Linked DNA regions of Mus musculus: regions 1, 2, 3, 4 and 6 are each linked to region 5. The links are chromatin contacts, called in public Hi-C, HiCAR-type and promoter capture Hi-C maps. All regions are on one chromosome and are shown on one strand. The core of a region is the stretch at or near the end of the contact, and the rest is flanking DNA. Distances in the headings are between cores, read along the strand shown.

Region 1 (2,700 bases), core at 159-2,658, 970 kb before region 5:
GGAGTTACAGAGACAAAATTTGGAGCTGTGACGAAAGGATGGACCATCTAGTGATTGCCATATCCAGGGATCCATCCCATAATCAACTTCCAAACGCTGACACCATTGCATACACTAGCAAGATTTTGCTATAAGGACCCAGATATGGCTGTCTCTTGTGAAACTATGCAGGGGCCTAGCAAACGCAGAAGTGGATGTTCACAGTCAGCTATTGGATGGGTCACACGGCCCCCAATGGAGGAGCTAGAGAAAGTACCCAAGGAGCTAAAGAGAACTGAAACCCTATATGTGGAACAACAATATGAACTAACCAGAACCCTGGAGCTCTTGTCTCTAGCTGCATATGTATCAAAAGATGGCCTAGTCAGCCATCACTGGAAAGAGAGGCCCTTTGGACTTGCAAACTTTATATGCCCCAGTACAGGGGAACGCCAGGGCCAAAAAGCGGGAGTGGGTGGGTAGGGGATTGGGGGGGGGGGTATGGGGGACTTTTGGGATAGCAGTGGAAATGTAAACGAGGAAAATACCTAATAAAAAAAAAACCACAATCAATCAATCAATCAATAATAAAAATAAAACCATGGCTTCCCTCCCCCCCCCAAAAAAAAAAAAGAAAAAGAAAAAGAAAAAGAAAGAAAGAAAGAAAGAAAGAAAGGAAGAAAGAAAGAAAGAAGGCGTTGAAACCGAAGAAGACCTGGATTTGAAATAGGCGTTTTCTTTACATTTCTAAAGTGGGACTCCTCACTTGTAAAAGGAAAAATAATGATACTTTTAAGACTTCCAGGATGACTAAATGGTGTGTATGAGAAGATTTATAAACATCTGCCGCTACTTACAATGATAAGACCACTTGTGTGTTGTTCAGCTTGGAGAATTTAGGATAGGAGTGGAGGCTGAAAGAAAAGTAAGCCCTTAGCATTTCCTCTCAGGTGGCCTCTACTTTAGGTCATTAACAGTTGAATAGGCGCTAAGAGATAGCATTACCACTTTATAGAAGCCCAGGCAAAAGGAGATTAAAGGGTTTGCCTAAATTCTTTCAACTCTAAGGGCCAGAGAAGACCTAAGTCTACTGCTTTGCTGTTTCTCAAGGTCTCCCCAACTTTACAACACTGTGTGGGTGGCAACAGGGCTTAATAGCCTCAGAAGACCTGGGTATTTTTCGACACTCAGTTCTCTCCCCGGCAGAACGTGGAAAACAAAATCCACATAAGTTTGTGTCATGGACGGGAGGCGAGAGAAAAATCTCTGTGAAAGGAGTAAAGCACTGTGCAAATACCAGCTTGACAGGCAGTAGCACTGGGGTCCCGGGTCCTTTAGCTTCCAGTCCCAGGAGTTGCTCTTGTCTCCTCCCACTCTGGAGTCCGCAGAGTAGGAAGGAGGATTAAACCCGGGGGAGGAGTTCCGCACCAGCTCCCTATCCTGCGCCAGCACGCCTAGCCTAAGCGCCCACATAGAGCTCCGGTCTCCGTCGGTGCCCAGCCCCGGCTGTGCTTCCCAGAGCAAGCTCCAGGCTCCGCAAGACCCGCGGGCCTCCAGGATGCAGACACCTCACAAGGAGCACCTGTACAAGCTGCTGGTGATCGGCGACCTGGGTGTGGGCAAGACCAGCATTATCAAGCGCTATGTGCACCAAAACTTCTCCTCGCACTACCGGGCCACCATTGGTGTGGACTTCGCGCTGAAGGTGCTCCACTGGGACCCAGAGACGGTGGTGCGCTTGCAGCTCTGGGACATTGCTGGTGAGCGATCAGAGCAGCGCGCAACGGGTGAGGGTGGAGTGAGCCAGTGAGGAGTTCGGGGGTGAAGGTTCGGGGAGTGGAAAATGACTTTTCAGTCGGTTCCAGTCCCGGGACCCTTGAGTGCAATCAAGCAGGAGATCCGGATCGCCTGGGCGCTCCACTCTTGGAAAGTTTGGCTTAATGGCTTGGAAACCTGATTTCAAAGAAATGGAAGTGTTTTCTTTTCTTTCTTTCCTTTTTTTTTTTTTTTTTTTTCTTTTGCTGTTGTTTCTGTTGGAGTCGTCCCCACTCTACCTGTAACTTCTAGATAACTTCGCTGGCTCTCACTGGCTGTGAGAAAGCGAACCACTTTCTCCTGGGATTCTTGGGTGCAGAGAAGGCTGTCGCCTGGACTCACAAGGAGATTGTAGTCGCATTCTTGTTTCATTCTAGTCCTTTTCTGGACACAGGTAGCCGCGACTTGGCCCAGAGTATCTCACGTGGCTTTCATCCTTCGTGTTTAGAGGGGAAGCCCCTAGGAAATTTAAGAAGGAGCAGGATTATCTTAGGAATTTAGTTTCTTTCAAATCTCACTACTATCATCTCCTTGCTTATTGGCCTCTTCAGTCAGAAAAATTTGAGATGCTAAATTTGTATACATCTAGAACGAACTATCTCTTCTCACTCCACTCCCCTCTTCCCCATCTCTCTTCCGTCTCCCTCCATCCTTGGCTATCTCTTCTTCACTTTCCATTTCAAACAGGAGACTGTGTATGTTTTTTAGGAAAACATTAAAAAAAAAACCACAAAAACAAAAACAAAACGGAGACAGGGTCCCGTCATGTAACTCTGCTAACCTATATCAAGCTGACCTTGACCTCATAGAGACCCACTTGCCTCTGCCTCCCTAGAGGCAAGGGTCGGGGTTATGGTGATGTTAATGTCGTTTGCTTTAAGATTCCTTGATTTGATCTTGGTGTAT
Region 2 (2,704 bases), core at 103-2,602, 730 kb after region 5:
TAGCTAAGAAATTAGTAGAATAGTTTGAGAATAAAAGAAATTATAATGGATTAAAACTTGCACACACATGTGGGTCACGTGAACATGCATACATGAGTACACACCACAGACAAAAACCAACCAAACAAAAATTCCCGGTCATTCCACTGCCTGATAAACACAGGGTACCAAATTACAAATGGAATGCAGATGCACCAAAGGGAGTTTTACAGTTTTGTGAATTCTCAAGCTGGTGTGACAAGAATGAAACCTGCAGCCTTAATAAGAATTGTGAGTTCTTGCCAAAATCACCGTGCTTCAGAATGGCGTGTGAGATAGAAAGGGAATGTGAAGAGACCACAGAATTCCTCATACCACACACAATTTTAAACATCTATTAGCTTTTCATCCGTTGAGAGTTAACAGATTTAAGCGCAATATTCTAGATTTGGTTGGCAGATGGTGTACACAGATTTTGAGTACGCTCGAATCTCATTTGAAACTAGCAAGATTACATAGAACCATGATGGTAACTTAACATTCACAGAGAATTTAAAATTTATCCCTAACTCTTGAGTTAAATGTGGAGCACTAGTAACATTTAAAAAGGCTTTGTTCATAGATCTTCTGGATTTCATAGATCTAAGTCTCGGGATGTAATACTGGTCTAAAATGCCTACAGGGCAGAGTCAATATCTTTCCATGGAAATCTGGCTCACACAAGAGGAGAAAAGAGGCCAAAGGGAAGAAAGGCTAAACCAGGGGAGATCGCAGGTACTGATGTCTGACTCTGAATGGGACTTCTCCTTTTACCGAGCTGTCTCACTTCCTTCTATGGTGTGGACCTTTAATCTCGCTGGTTGTCAGCCTTGTAGGGTCAAGTTAATCACTGTTGACATCACCCTACTACTTCCCTTTTCAAATTCCACTGAAGCTATGTGTTTCCTGTCGTATTTGACACCGCAGAGAATGAATACCGGGCTGGCTTCTATCTAAATTTAGACTGGCAGGAACGTGGCGACTCTTAGTAAGTCGAGATAAACAAAACTAGGTGACGTTTCCAACACTCTCAAAGAAGACGAGGGGGTGAAAAAAAAAAAAAAAGCCCCAAAGCCCTGTTACTAAAAGGGAGAGCGGGGTGCATTTGAAGAGGCCTGTGTGTAGGCTCAGAAAGAGACTGGCTGGAGCCGTTTTCTTTAAGGCAGGAGGAGGGCCGTGGGGTCGGCGCCAAATTGAGCGAGGCGAAGCCCCGGAGCCCAGGCACCTCCAGTTCGGGGTGAAAACTACGCACAGGCAGCAGCTGCCTCACCTCTTTGTCAAGCCCACGGCGTCAGCCTCTGACACGAGGGCGGGCGTCCTCGCCTCCGGGGTGAAAGAGGGGCGCAGCGGGCCGCCCCTCCCCCCCGCCCCCCTACGACACGCGGGGCCCTGCCTCGGGCGACCTGTTGGCAGGGCGCGTCACGTGACGCGGCGGGCCGCGCCGTCCCCCGCGGGCGGGCCTCCTGTTGCGCCCGCCGGGCGGGTTCCACCACGTAGCGCGCGGGCGCCGCCCCGCTCTTCCCTCGCCGGAGCGAGGGAGGGGGGCGCGCCGGAGAGGAAAGGGAAGGGAGAAGGGGCGGGAGGAAGCGAGCAGGGGGCGGAACCCGAGTCACGTGACCTAGGGGCAGCCCGGAAAGCTCCGAGGAGGAGCCTGGCGCCGCCATTTTCCTGCAGCTGCCTGGCCCTCTTACCCGGTCGGGCTCCAGCTGACCAGGGAAGGGGTGGGCCGAGGCTGAGGCGCGGGACCCGGGAGTGGCCCCGACTTGGTGTGGGAGCCCGCCGGGGGAACACGCGAGCCGGGGCTCTCGGAGCGGGTGGCGGCGCGCGGCCCTGAGCCCCGCCCCAGGCCGGCAGGCGGGCGGGGAGCCGGTGGGGGTAGGGGGTGCGGTGGGGGGTGGGGACCCTCGGGCGCTTGGGGGTCCCAGGCCCCGCCGGCTGCGGAGCGGAAGGGGTGGCGGACGAGCCGCAGAGATGTCTGGCCAGAGCCTGACGGACCGAATCACCGCGGCCCAGCACAGTGTCACTGGCTCCGCGGTATCTAAGACAGTATGCAAGGCCACGACCCACGAGATCATGGGCCCCAAGAAAAAGCACCTGGACTGTGAGTGAAGACCCCCCGCATCCTCTCCCGACCCCTCTCCATCGTCCTCCTCTCTCTCTTGGGCTGCCTCTTCCCTCCCTGCGTCTTATCTGCACGATGGCTCCTGTGCCTGGTCGAGCTGTGTGTTCTTTTCTGCTCCCATCACACCTGCCTTTAACGGCCTCTGCTCTTCTCTCAAAAGAGAGAAAAAAAATGTGACAATCCATTGCGCCCCCAGAGATCCCCTGAGACCCTCGCCTCCTAGCCCCCGGCACCACCAAGCCCATCGCGCTCCACCAACTTGCCTCCCACCCAGCTCCTCACTCAGACTCCTCTCCCAGCTACTGCAGCCCCTTTTGCCCTTCCATCCCACCCGTCCCGTACCTCCTAGCAGCCGTCCGCTCAGTGATTCCCCGGCTAATGTCTCCAGGACTCAGGCTCACCGCCCCATTGTTCCATTAGCTTTTTAAAATTCCCTTTCCTTTCTTTTTTTTTTTTTTTTTTTTTTTCGTATTTCCGTACTAACTCTGCTTGGTGGGACCAGATTTCTGTCACTTCTCAGCTCTTGAAGTGTTTTTCCCCTCCTCCCATTTCTTTGTGGTTTCC
Region 3 (2,700 bases), core at 50-2,549, 620 kb after region 5:
ACACACACATATATGTATATATATATATATATATATTTTTTTTTTTTTTTTTTTTTTTTTTTTGAGCCAGAGGCTTGCTAAGTCACCCAGGCTTGCCTCAAACTCACTATGTCACTCATGCTGACATGGAAATTTTGGAGATCCTCTTGCCTGTCTCCCTAGTGCTGGGATTACCAACATGTCCCAGCAGTGCTGGCTCAATGGGTAGATGCCCTCTTCTTTCTTGGTGCTGGAGTTTGTGCCACCAAGCCTGGCTGATAAAGCTATTTTTAAGAAACCAAAGCATGCGGGGTACAGGGTCAGGCAGATCTCTGTGAGTTTGAGACTAGTCTAGTCTACAAAGCAAGTTCTAGGACAGCCAGGGCTACACAGAGAAACCCTGTCTCACAAACCAAAAAGAAAGACAGACAGACATACACACAGACAGAAAAGAAAGGAAGAAAGAAAGGAAGAAAGAAAAACACAACCTGGCTGTTGCTTTGAATGCATCTGTATTATTATTGTTGTTATTGTTATTATTATTATTATTTGTAAAATAATGAAGGCTGAAAGCGACTGAACATCAGGTGAGATATAAGAGCAGTGCATAAAATTTGGAGTTCAGAAACCTGGTTCCGTTCCTCATCTTTTTCTTTTTCTTTTTTTTTTTTTTTTTTTTTGGTTTTTCGAGACAGGGTTTCTCTGTATAGCCCTGGCTGTCCTGGAACTCACTTTGTAGACCAGGCTGGCCTCGAACTCAAGAGATTCACCTGCCTCTGCCTCCCGAGTGCTGGGATTAAAGGCGTGCGCCACCACGCCCGGCTTCCTCATCTTTTTCAAAAGAAATATTTTTATATTTATTTGTATGCAAAGGTGCATGCATGCCATAGCATGCCTGTTGAGGTCAGAGAACAAAGTTCAGAAGTTCATGATGCAGGTCCCAAGCATCAAACTCAGGTCATTAGGCTTAGCAAGCACCTTTATCCACGGACCCATCTCACCCGTTCACCGTTCCTCTTGCCACTGCTCACTGACCGTTTCATACTATTTTCCCATTTGCAAAGCAGGAAAATTAGCTCTACCTTACATGGGTGCTTCTGGGCACAGAATGTTTAATGGGCTCATTTTCTTGTCTTTTAGGGTTGTTTAAGCCTGAGGTTAAAACAGCATGGTGATAAAGTCCACTAATGTATGAAAGGGATTTGAAAGTTAAGTCTTCTATAGAAGATAAGCTAACATGGGTCTCAGTCACGGCTGTGTATCAGGAAGTAAAACCAGCCGAGCCTTGACCTTTAAAAGGAAGCACTACCCCTTTGTCCAAGTGCCTTATAACATGTCTTTATAACTGGCTGTGTAAGAATGAAGAAAAGCTGTCCATCTTCTGAGAAGGTATGCTGCTTATAAAGGGAATGTGCAGGTTTGGGTTGGGGGACTGGGAAGGAGGCTGACATAAAGGATCAAAGGTGTGTGGTGCCAAGTTACCATAGCAACGTGTTCTGCTGCTCCGCGCGGCTTGCAGTCTTGGGCTTGCCCCCAGATGGATGAGGCGCTTGGCAAACGCCAGAACCAAGCTTCTCTGCATGAAATTATTTTCTCCATATGCAGCTAAGAGAGGCAGATACCCTTTCCCACAAATGATGTGCAAAAGGAAGAGCCTGGGTTTTTACAAAGCAACTTCCTCTCCTTTCTTAGAATGAGACCAGAGAGTCCACGTCTCCCTCCAATGCCTGGGATGTGAAGTACTCAGTAGATAGCTGGGTCAGGAGCAAATGATCAGAATTTACGCAGACGGCCAGAGTGGCAGGGAGCATCATGGCTTATTGGCAAGAAGCGGCTCCTAAATTATATCAAGGACTCTCGGAAAGGAGAACTCAATTCACACGGCACACACTTCACTGTCTGTTGCAAGCCACACAGTGTGTTTATGTCTGGATCTGGCCTTTATTAAATTTCTTCAGCCTGTGGCACATTCCCCTCAGATATTGTGTTTATTATTCAGACAGGGCAGGGAGCTGCTCCCCACCCGTGCCCCTCAATCTTCTGTCCTGCACATATCTCAGATGTTGTAGGGACAGCGTGTGACAATGTCTGCTTAGTGGACATTCCGTTCTCAACCTTTCCGAGATCCTGATGGAAAAGGGGGCCTGCCCTGGCCAGCATCTGGGCACGTCATCTTTTCCTTATAAAGAGCAGAGACAACCTTCCTGGAGCCGGGGCAGCTGTTTTTGTAATCAGTCTCGTAGGATTGAAAAGCATCGCTTCAACCCAGGAGTGGGGCTCTCAGTTCTACCTCTGGGGACGGTGTTGAGGGGGTCTCATTGCTCACGAAACCTCTGTCTGCTTCTCCTTCTCTACAATAGTCTTGCATTTTTGGCACATCCTCTGGGACTCTGCTTTCCTGGAAGACATTTTCTTTCTGTAACTCCTCTGCCGCTTCATCAAACCTCTCGCCAAAGTGGGGAAGAGAATCATCCCCCACCCCGCAGATTATGTGAACTGCCTCAGCCTGCAAGTGGCCAACATGCTGGCAGTACCAGGAACTCTCCCCAGTTAATCCCCACAGTGGCTCTGGGAGGCGAATATTTTTCATTCCTGTTTTATCTTTGAGGAATCAGGTCTTAGGGAGATCATATTAGCAGTCCCTGGCTGGGCTATTATTTAAGTGCAGGTTCTGAGTATACACATACAGCTAAAATAGCCAAAAGCAGCAGGCTCAGTCAT
Region 4 (2,733 bases), core at 111-2,610, 540 kb after region 5:
GACACGAAGCTGGGCTTTATTAATGGCAGACATCTGAGGAACACGTTCTTCTCAAATTGTTTCTTTCATCTTCCAAACCCCAGAGCTCCTACTGGGACATTCCAAAAGCTATTGACCAGGGTTAGCACTACCTCACCTCCACAGGAGCCTCCCATTCACTGCAGACAGAAGTCCATGGTTTCTTGGAACCACGTGTTTTTCTTAAGAGCAGCGTGTATAGAATACATTATCAAAAGCTGGTGAAAACGGAGGCGTGGAGCTCTCGCTTACCACACGTGAGGCACAATTTAACAAAGAGGTTGCAGTATTTAACAAAACAAGGAGAAACAAAACAAGAATAGCTCTAAAGAGAAAGGAGTCACGTCTCAAGACGGATACATCGCTGGTTTCTAAAGAGCAAACAAGATTCACTCTGGTTACTCCTCAACCACTCCCGCACTCATTTCATTTCATTTCATTCTAAGGCTCTGGCTAAGCAAGGGCATCTCTCTGACCAAAAAGAAAGCATTGTACTCGAATCCTTTAGTTATCACAGGTACGGCTCACACCTAAATTTCAGTCATTTCTATTAAGCAACTTGCAATTATTGTATTTTAAACTGGGTCGGTAAACTTCTGAAAGGGGGGGGGGGGCCTTCCAAAGACACCAAAAAGGAAAAACAAAACAAAACACCTTCATTGTCCGGAAAATTGAATTTTTCCGAAAACCACTTAGCTTTAGATTACAAATCTCAGCTTTACTTCTAAGTAGCATTATCAATTTACAAGAGTAATTACTACACTATCTACTGAGTGTACGTTCCTGAACAGCAAAGAGAGAAAGACTAGCTCACGAGTTACCACGGTTACGGCGAAATGCCGTACAGAAGGCTGAAATTAACAAGTAACTACAGCACTCAACCCAGCAGGTGGAACAAAATCCGCACTCAACAAAATGCAGTCACATCCTGACAGCCTCGCAAACACAGCTAAGAGTGGGGCCAGCGTCCCATTGCCCGTCCGTCGCACACGCCCAGGAAAAAAAGCACAATGACCAGGTTTCCCCGCGTTCCAAGCGCCGTGCACCGTGCCACCACCCAGCTCTCAGTCACCGACCCCTTCCTGCCACCGCCCGGGCCATCCTCACCAGCCTCCCCGCCACCAGGCAGCCAAACATGGCAGCGCCCTCGGCGCCTCTGCTAGGCCAGCGGGCACCTCAGGCCGGACACCAGGAATTCCGCAGCCACTGTCCTAATTGAACTCAAGAACCTTCCAGAATTTGCAGGAAGGAACGTGACCCTCCACTACATAACAACACAGGAACGCATCTGGGCCGGCGACCTCTGACCCTTCCTTCCTAACTTGCACGCCTCTCCGGAACGAGTACTTCCGGGTCATTACACCCATTTCCTCCTTCTAAGGTAGTAAGGAGGAGCTGGTATCGCGCTAAGACTACAAATCCCATAGTGCAGTGCGCCAGCCTCCCAGAGGGCGAGCCGGGAGAATTTGAAAGTTACTACTGATAGTACATGATTTCCGTGCCTGTGTGAGTCAAAGTTTCTAAAGGTGGTGCTGGGAGAAGACCTTTCTGGCGGTTGTGTAACATTTTAGGAGTAACAATACGCCTTTGCCAGAATCGTTTCACCCAGCCTCTCCTTTCAAAAGCTTAATGGGATAAATATTATCTCCGTTTTATACGGAGGGCAATTGGTTCGGCATAACCTGCCCGGAAGCTTGAAAAATTGATTTTTGGAGCGTAAATTCAAGTTGCAACCAACTTACTGCATTCTTCCTGACAAACATTATATCAAAAATGTTAATATATTTTTATCTCATTTTTATGGCAGTGTCTTATTACCTAGCCCAGGTAGACCTCGAACTTGTGCACTCCTTTCTCAGCCTCCAATTGCTGGAATTATAGGCGTGGACCACTAAAGCTATAGAGGTCCAGAAGTCCTTTTCCCCACTAAATACTAGTTTTAACACGTAGTTGTGTTCTTGCTTATATTTCTTGTAGTGCTTCACTTGTGCTTCCTCCCCGCCCCAACTAATGTGCTGTACAACTGTAGGCAAGCTATATAACAGCTTCATCAGTCAATCATCTGCAAACTGAGACAAATAGACCTATTGGGTTGCTGGAAGGATTAAATGATGAATTAATTGATAACTGCCACTAAGAATAGGGTCTGGTGCTGCTTAGGGAGTTTTGTTGTAAAAATGCCTTTTAAAAAAAATAATAATCTAAGTTTTCTCACTTTGGGGAGTTGTTTTCCAAGACAGGGTTTCTCGATGTAGCCTGAGCTGTTCTGGAACTCACTCTAGACCAGACTGGCATCAAACTCAGATCTGCTTCCCTCTACCTGCTAAATGCTACAATTAAAAGTATCTGATACTAGCTGGGCGTGGTGGCGCACACCTTTAATCCCACACATGGGAGGCAGAGGCAGGCAGATTTCTGAGTTCGAGGCCAGCCTGGTCTACAAAGTGAGTTCCAGGACAGCCAAGGCTACACGGAGAAACCCTGTCTCAAAAAGCCAAAAAATAAAAAAGTGTGTGACACTGCTGCTCATCTTTTGGGATTGGTGTTTGTTTGTTTGTTTTTATTCATTTATTTGTCTCTCTGTTTGTTTGTTTTTTAAATAGACAAGGTTTTGCATAATTTAGACTAGCCTGGACCGTGCTGTGTAGTCGAGGATAATACTGGATTCCTGATCCTTCTCCTCCACCTCCCGAGGGCTGGCATTACACACACACA
Region 5 (2,709 bases), core at 194-2,693:
GGCAAACAGAACTGAAGGAGAGGGGAGGAATCCCTTTACTTATTACCAGTATCCTCAGAATTTAGCACGAGACTGATAAGCAAGGGGTAGTCTTACGATCTACATTTCACGATCTGTCCCAGATATAAACAAAAAGTGGCAGCCGAGTTATTATAGAGCATTATTCATCGGTCACTGTGCTAGATGATCTACACTACTCCGGTACTGAGAACCGCTATGTGACAGGAGAGCATGGATGGACTTCACTCAGAAACTGGCCTACTGCGTGGCCAGTTGGAGGCTCCTTTTAGTCTCAGCAAGTAACAAGTACATGGTTTGGGAAATCACCTGCTGAGAGTTCCACTGGCCAAATGGGAAGCAGAGAGAGGGTGGACCCAATACAGAGTCCTTTCTTTGTGGGTGAAGAAGAGAGAAGCTGGATTGGAACACGGGTGGGAACATCTGCCGACCCCCAGAGTGCCACGGAGAGCAAGAATGGGAACGAAAAAAGTGCAGGATGCAGGGGAAGGGTGTCCCGGGTCTGGGAAGGGGCGTCCTTGGGGCTTGTGCGCCTTCCTCGCTTCGAGTGCACAGGTCAAGCCTCTTCCCTCCCGCGCTCTTACCCTCCCAACCTTATTTAGAAACCGTGTCCCCGAGACAGGAAGGGCGGCGGGCCGAGAAGCACGGAGCGTCCCGGCCTCATTTCCTTTCGAATCCCCCTGTGGAATTTCATTTCGTACGGTGAGGAAATCGGAGCGCGAGCCCATCGGCTGCTCTGTTGCTCCGGAGCGCCTCCCCCACGGCGACTGCAGACCGGCTGCTCCCGGCGCAGGTCGCGCCGAGTGCGGGGCGGGGCCGGGGGGCGGGCGCCAGCCCCACTGGCTAGAGGTGAAATTTTCTGCGAACTGTACCAGGCACCAGCTCTAAGCCTTTCAGGCTTTATCGCTAATCCTCCCAAGTCACTTTACGGATGAGGAACCTGACGCGGAGAGGTTGGGCAATTTGCTCAAGGTCACACAGCCAGGATTTAAAGCCACAATCTGTGTAAACCCCAAATACCGTGTTCTTTGTGTTCATTATTTTGCTTGATACAGAGGTGGCCACGGGGCCGGAGGTGACAGCTGTAAGGGGAAGGACGTGAAAGGGGCATAGATGTGGGAGCACGTCTCACCTGAAAGAGAAGAGCAGGTTGGCTGGGCAGGAGCCACGGGGCTCCATCGCCGCCTGGCCACAGCGTGCAATGGATCCGGGTGGGAGGACGCCGAGCGCCGGGAAGCCAAGCGGGGCGGGGCGCCTCTGGAGCGAGCAAGGGAGAGAGGATCAAGCCGCGGGCGGGGGCCTGACCCTTACAGCAGGAGAGGAGCCCCGCCCCTTCCCGCCCCCTCTGACCAGGGGGGGCTTTCATTGGACAGTCGCGTTGTCCGTCCCGCCCCGCCCCCGCCCTGCGAACCTCCAGCGCCACAGAGCGCTGGGGCGGTGAGAACAGCGCGGCGTAGAGTGCAGGCGGGCTTCGCCGAAAAGCCGGACTCGGCCGGCGCCGAGTTCTGGGATCGCCGCCTGCAGCCATGACCCTAGCAGTCCATCCCTCGGCCCGGGCTCCGGACGTCTGATATCCCGCACATTCTCGTACAACTGCTGGAGAGGCGACTGCTGCCCCCTTGTCGCCCTTGGCGCCTTACCGCATTCCCTATCCGGAGTTGGGAGCAGCGCGGCCACCGGCGCCCCTGTGCAAACTGGGGGTGTCTGCTAGATCAGCCTCTGCCGCTGCTGCCCGCAGCTCTGGCCATGGCCTGGCCGGGCACAGGGCCGAGCAGCCGGGGGGCGCCTGGAGGCGTCGGGCTCAGGCTGGGGCTGCTGCTGCAGTTCCTCCTGCTCCTGCGGCCGACACTGGGGTTCGGGGACGAGGAGGAGCGGCGCTGCGACCCCATCCGCATCGCCATGTGCCAGAACCTCGGCTACAACGTGACCAAGATGCCCAACTTAGTGGGACACGAGCTGCAGACAGACGCCGAGCTGCAGCTGACAACTTTCACGCCGCTCATCCAGTACGGCTGCTCCAGCCAGCTGCAGGTGGGTGCCCCTACCCCCATCCCCGGAGGACTCGGTAGACAGAGACTCCCAAACTCCTTCCTTGGAATCCCTGACAGATCGAGCCTCCTGGTCCCTTCCTAACTTGAGGGTACAACTCCTGAGAAAGTGATTTCCAACCCGCACCCCACCCCCCACTTTTCTGTCCCTCTTGGAGACTGGAAGCCAAAACGTTGTGTAAGTCATCTGGCCCGCGAAAGAACCTATTCTTACACCCCGCCCTTCCGTTTTTCTCCCCTGCCCATGTCTGGCCAAGCCCCTAACCCCAGTGGAGTTGAGGGCTATCTTTGCCAAGGATTCCGGCAGCCGCTGCTTGGTGGGCGAGTCCTGGCAGGGCAGCGGGTTGCACCTAAATCTTGGAAGGAGTGATAAGGAGACAGAACTTCGCCCTTCCAGGTCGCTCATCGACCTCCCTTTTGCCTGTATTTTTGGGTGTAGGTTACCAAATAAAACATCGCTGTCTGTTTTCTGCAGAATGCCCCGCCGTCGTCCTGCACTTTTTAGAGGTCATACAGGAAAGAGTGGTTAGGTTGGCCCGAGTTCTTTCTTGTCCTTAACGTTGGAGGCAGGTTTAATTTTTGGAAGGACTGAAAAGGCTCCAGGAAGGTAGTGTGCATATTTGAAAACTTCTTTTTTCCTTTT
Region 6 (2,700 bases), core at 95-2,594, 580 kb after region 5:
TTACAACGCTTGCATAGTATTTTTTTTTTTTTTTTTTTTTTTTTTTTTTTTTTACGGGGCGGCATTTCTCTAAGCACCGACTTCCCTTAATCTTCACACTTGGCTCAAGTACAGAATTTACCACGGTGGCCTGAAATCTTCCAATCCCTTTACATTAAGCAAAAACTTTCAAACTGTTCCCTCCTTTGCCTTAATCAAAGGTGGCTCCCCCTCTACGATCTTCTCGATTCTACTCCTTCCACAAAAAAGTCGACACGAAGGCACACCGCACTTCCATGGAAAGGGGCATACATAACCGCACGGTCACGTAAACCCAAGCCAGAGATCTATACTTTCCATCCTGAAGATCCCGTAGTGCTCTACAGTGACACAGCCCCTCGGATCCTTACGAGGACCCTTCGTACCAACTTTCCTGGGGAAAACTGAACCTCTTACCTCGAGCATGCCTTTTAAACCAGTAAGTACAATCTCAGATTCGCAATCAGCGTCAAGCCCCCAAAGGCACAAACTCCGTCTCCCACGCAGGGACGATCTGAGCGGACCTCGCAGACCCTTTGGGACCTTTAATCCGCTCCTCGACAACTTTCTGCTTGCTATCTGCCGCAGTCCCAGCTCGAAAGCCCCAGCCAAACCGGACTTCCCCGCACGCCTGCGTTCTCCTGAGCGCGGGTGACACCTTTCCCTCCCCCCACGGCCGCCCGCCCGCCGGCCCCGACCGCAGTTACCAAAGAACCTGAAACTTCTACTCCACAGTCCCGGGACAGGCGGGGCTGCACTCACATTTTCGTCTCCCGAGAGGTCCGGGTTGCTGTTCTCGTCGCTGCTCAACTTCTGCTTCTTGGCCGCGGGCATGTCTGTTCCCGCCGGCGCAGTCGACACTTCCCTCTCGGACATGTTCCTCCGCCTCCCTCCAGGTTCTTGCCGCCTCGGGCGGGGCCTCCGCCACACCGCCGTCAAGCACGCCCGGCCCGAGCCTGCCGCAAAGCTGCCGGCGCCGCCACCGCCGCCGCCCCCCCCACTGTCGCAAATCGCGCCCAGCCGCCGAGGCGGGCGTGCGTGCGACCCCGCCACACTGCTGAAAAAGGGGCGCGCACGCGCGCGCCCTCCCGCACGGCTTCCCGGCTGCTTCCCGTCCCTTGGTCCGGGCGGGCGGTTTTCCCGCCGCCCTCTCGACACTTTGCACCGAGGCGTCGGATCTGCTGGCTCAGAGGGCAGGGGTTTCCTACGTCCCCCTTCCCCACCAGCGCCTAGAGACGAGGCGGAACTCAAAGGGCTGCTCCCTCACCCCCTTCCTGGCCAAGACGTTTCATCCGCAATTGGCTCAATCCTTCGATCTCCGACCCGCTGCAAACGAACGAAAGTCTGTGGCCTGGATCGGCCCACCACTGCTCCCGAGGGAGGGGGGAGGAAAGAGAAGTCACCTCTTGTTTTAGGGGGTCTGTGTCTACGGTCCCTGATGCGGAGCTCGGGAGAACAACTTCGAGTTAGTGTTTACGGAACTTCTCACAGCCTAGATTCTTTTTTTGAAGGGAGAGATTCAAAATCTATAGGCTGTTCCCTGCTCGCCTCCCCCATCGGGCACATGGACGGGTCCCACCTGCAGGTGCGCATGCGCTGAGGCGTATTCTCGCGCTGGGTTACGGAGACGACAGGCCGCCTCCTGGCCCCTCCTCCCCTCGGTTCTGTCTGCTGAACCAGGTAGTCTTTCCACCGGTTTCTGAAGCTTCGGGGAGGATTTCAAAACGGTACCAAATCAGTGCCTACGGACACGCCTCCGTTCTGGGCAGATATTTTATCTAATAAATACTTATTACAATGATTGGTTATATTCAACCGGTTGGTGCCACTATTGGCTTAAGTAAGCCTGTATTTTAAATTACATATTTAGACTTAAGTAAAAATACCTTGTGATGCATGATACATTCTAGTAATCCAACATCGGAAGGGCAACAACGGAAGTACTGCCTGCTCGCCTCAATCTTTAGATCATCCTGGTCGACATAGCAAGTTCCGAGCCAATCAAGGCTATTTACTAAAAACCTGTTTGAAAAAAAATTTTTTTAATTGTATGGATCGGACAGAGTATGGGGGCATGCCTTTTATTCCAGCACTAGGGTGTCAGAGGCAGGTCGATTGCAGTGTGTTAGAGCTACACACTGGTTTGGTCTACACGAGGAGTTCCAGGACAGCCTGGGCTTCGTTATAGACCCTCTTTCCAAAAATAAATAAATAAAAATTACATGGTTCTGAATTGTCATAATTCATAGTCTTAAGTGTTCGTTTTAGCTGTTGAAAGCTGAGGCTCTAGGAAACTGACAAGACCTATAAGTCACTGTGAGCAACTGCATGAGTTTGTGAGACTTAGGTAAAAGGCAATTTTTTAATATAGGGAAAGGTAACTAAATTTGCCCGTATCATTAAAAACTCTTTAATTTTTCATTTTTAGATTAAAAAAAATGTGTGTATGAGTGTGTGTATGTCTGTGCCCCACATGTCTGTACTGGTACACAAAGTCAGAGGATGTTGGATCCCTGGGACTGGAGTCACTAACGTTTGCGAGCCAGCCTGTAGCCAGTCTGTAGCCAGCCTGTAGCCAGCCTGTAGCCAGCCTTAACCACTGAGCCAGCTCACTTGTCCCCTCAGGTACAATCTTGACAGACAAATAATAAATTTGTGAGCCTTGTGGATTTGGTGGGTGTA

Evidence for each region. Promoter capture Hi-C pulls out the DNA fragments that hold promoters and counts their contacts. Hi-C and Micro-C count contacts between places; a contact is called where the count stands out from the background. HiCAR-type assays count read pairs that join an accessible place to other places.
Region 1: a contact with region 5 is called in a promoter capture Hi-C map of neural stem cells. The contact joins the promoter of Rab38 here to the promoter of Fzd4 in region 5. A contact is called at or near these places in 2 of 39 promoter capture datasets (embryonic stem cells and neural stem cells).
Region 2: a contact with region 5 is called in a Hi-C map of cardiomyocytes, with 5 times the contacts expected there. The contact joins the promoter of 2310010J17Rik here to the promoter of Fzd4 in region 5. A contact is called at or near these places in 3 of 39 promoter capture datasets (liver and pre-B cells), 4 of 484 Hi-C or Micro-C datasets (LSK cells, cardiomyocytes, cerebral cortex and 1 more) and 2 of 115 datasets of contacts at active chromatin or transcription factors (astrocytes and neural progenitor cells).
Region 3: a promoter capture Hi-C map of liver shows a contact between it and region 5, with 3 times the contacts expected there. The contact joins the promoter of E230029C05Rik here to the promoter of Fzd4 in region 5. A contact is called at or near these places in 2 of 39 promoter capture datasets (liver and pre-B cells), 1 of 484 Hi-C or Micro-C datasets (embryonic stem cells), 1 of 115 datasets of contacts at active chromatin or transcription factors (pancreatic cancer cells) and 1 of 9 other capture datasets (liver).
Region 4: a contact with region 5 is called in a HiCAR-type map of embryonic stem cells, with 4 times the contacts expected there. The contact joins the promoter of Hikeshi here to the promoter of Fzd4 in region 5. A contact is called at or near these places in 2 of 39 promoter capture datasets (liver and pre-B cells), 1 of 484 Hi-C or Micro-C datasets (embryonic stem cells), 4 of 115 datasets of contacts at active chromatin or transcription factors (embryonic stem cells, extraembryonic endoderm stem cells, fibro-adipogenic progenitors and 1 more) and 1 of 9 other capture datasets (adipose tissue).
Region 6: a Hi-C map of uterus shows a contact between it and region 5, with 4 times the contacts expected there. The contact joins the promoter of Eed here to the promoter of Fzd4 in region 5. A contact is called at or near these places in 5 of 484 Hi-C or Micro-C datasets (the HL-1 cell line, cardiomyocytes, embryonic stem cells and 1 more), 4 of 115 datasets of contacts at active chromatin or transcription factors (astrocytes, stem cell-derived neural progenitor cells and trophoblast stem cells) and 2 of 9 other capture datasets (adipose tissue and liver).

The regions. Positions count from the first base shown.
Region 1 is chr7:88,428,865-88,431,564 of GRCm38.p6, forward strand. Rab38 (RAB38, member RAS oncogene family) reads left to right here and starts at 1,409. Exons shown (of 3, transcript NM_028238.7): 1 at 1,409-1,739. The coding sequence starts at 1,538.
Region 2 is chr7:90,128,584-90,131,287 of GRCm38.p6, forward strand. It overlaps 2310010J17Rik (RIKEN cDNA 2310010J17 gene), which reads right to left and starts at 1,353. Exons shown (of 3, transcript NR_046007.1): 1 at 1,289-1,353. It overlaps Picalm (phosphatidylinositol binding clathrin assembly protein), which reads left to right and starts at 1,630. Exons shown (of 20, transcript NM_001360867.1): 1 at 1,630-2,119. The coding sequence starts at 1,990.
Region 3 is chr7:90,027,860-90,030,559 of GRCm38.p6, forward strand. E230029C05Rik (RIKEN cDNA E230029C05 gene) reads left to right here and starts at 1,300. Exons shown (of 6, transcript NR_110365.1): 1 at 1,300-1,368.
Region 4 is chr7:89,939,844-89,942,576 of GRCm38.p6, forward strand. It overlaps Hikeshi (heat shock protein nuclear import factor), which reads right to left and starts at 1,361. Exons shown (of 5, transcript NM_026304.3): 1 at 1,126-1,361. The coding sequence starts at 1,155.
Region 5 is chr7:89,402,923-89,405,631 of GRCm38.p6, forward strand. Fzd4 (frizzled class receptor 4) reads left to right here and starts at 1,444. Exons shown (of 2, transcript NM_008055.4): 1 at 1,444-2,049. The coding sequence starts at 1,765. It also overlaps a transcript of Tmem135 not described here.
Region 6 is chr7:89,979,632-89,982,331 of GRCm38.p6, forward strand. Eed (embryonic ectoderm development) reads right to left here and starts at 1,345. Exons shown (of 12, transcript NM_021876.3): 1 at 781-1,345. The coding sequence starts at 894. RefSeq lists a promoter at 1,181-2,700, an enhancer at 1,604-1,640 and cis regulatory regions at 1,612-1,619, 1,815-1,822.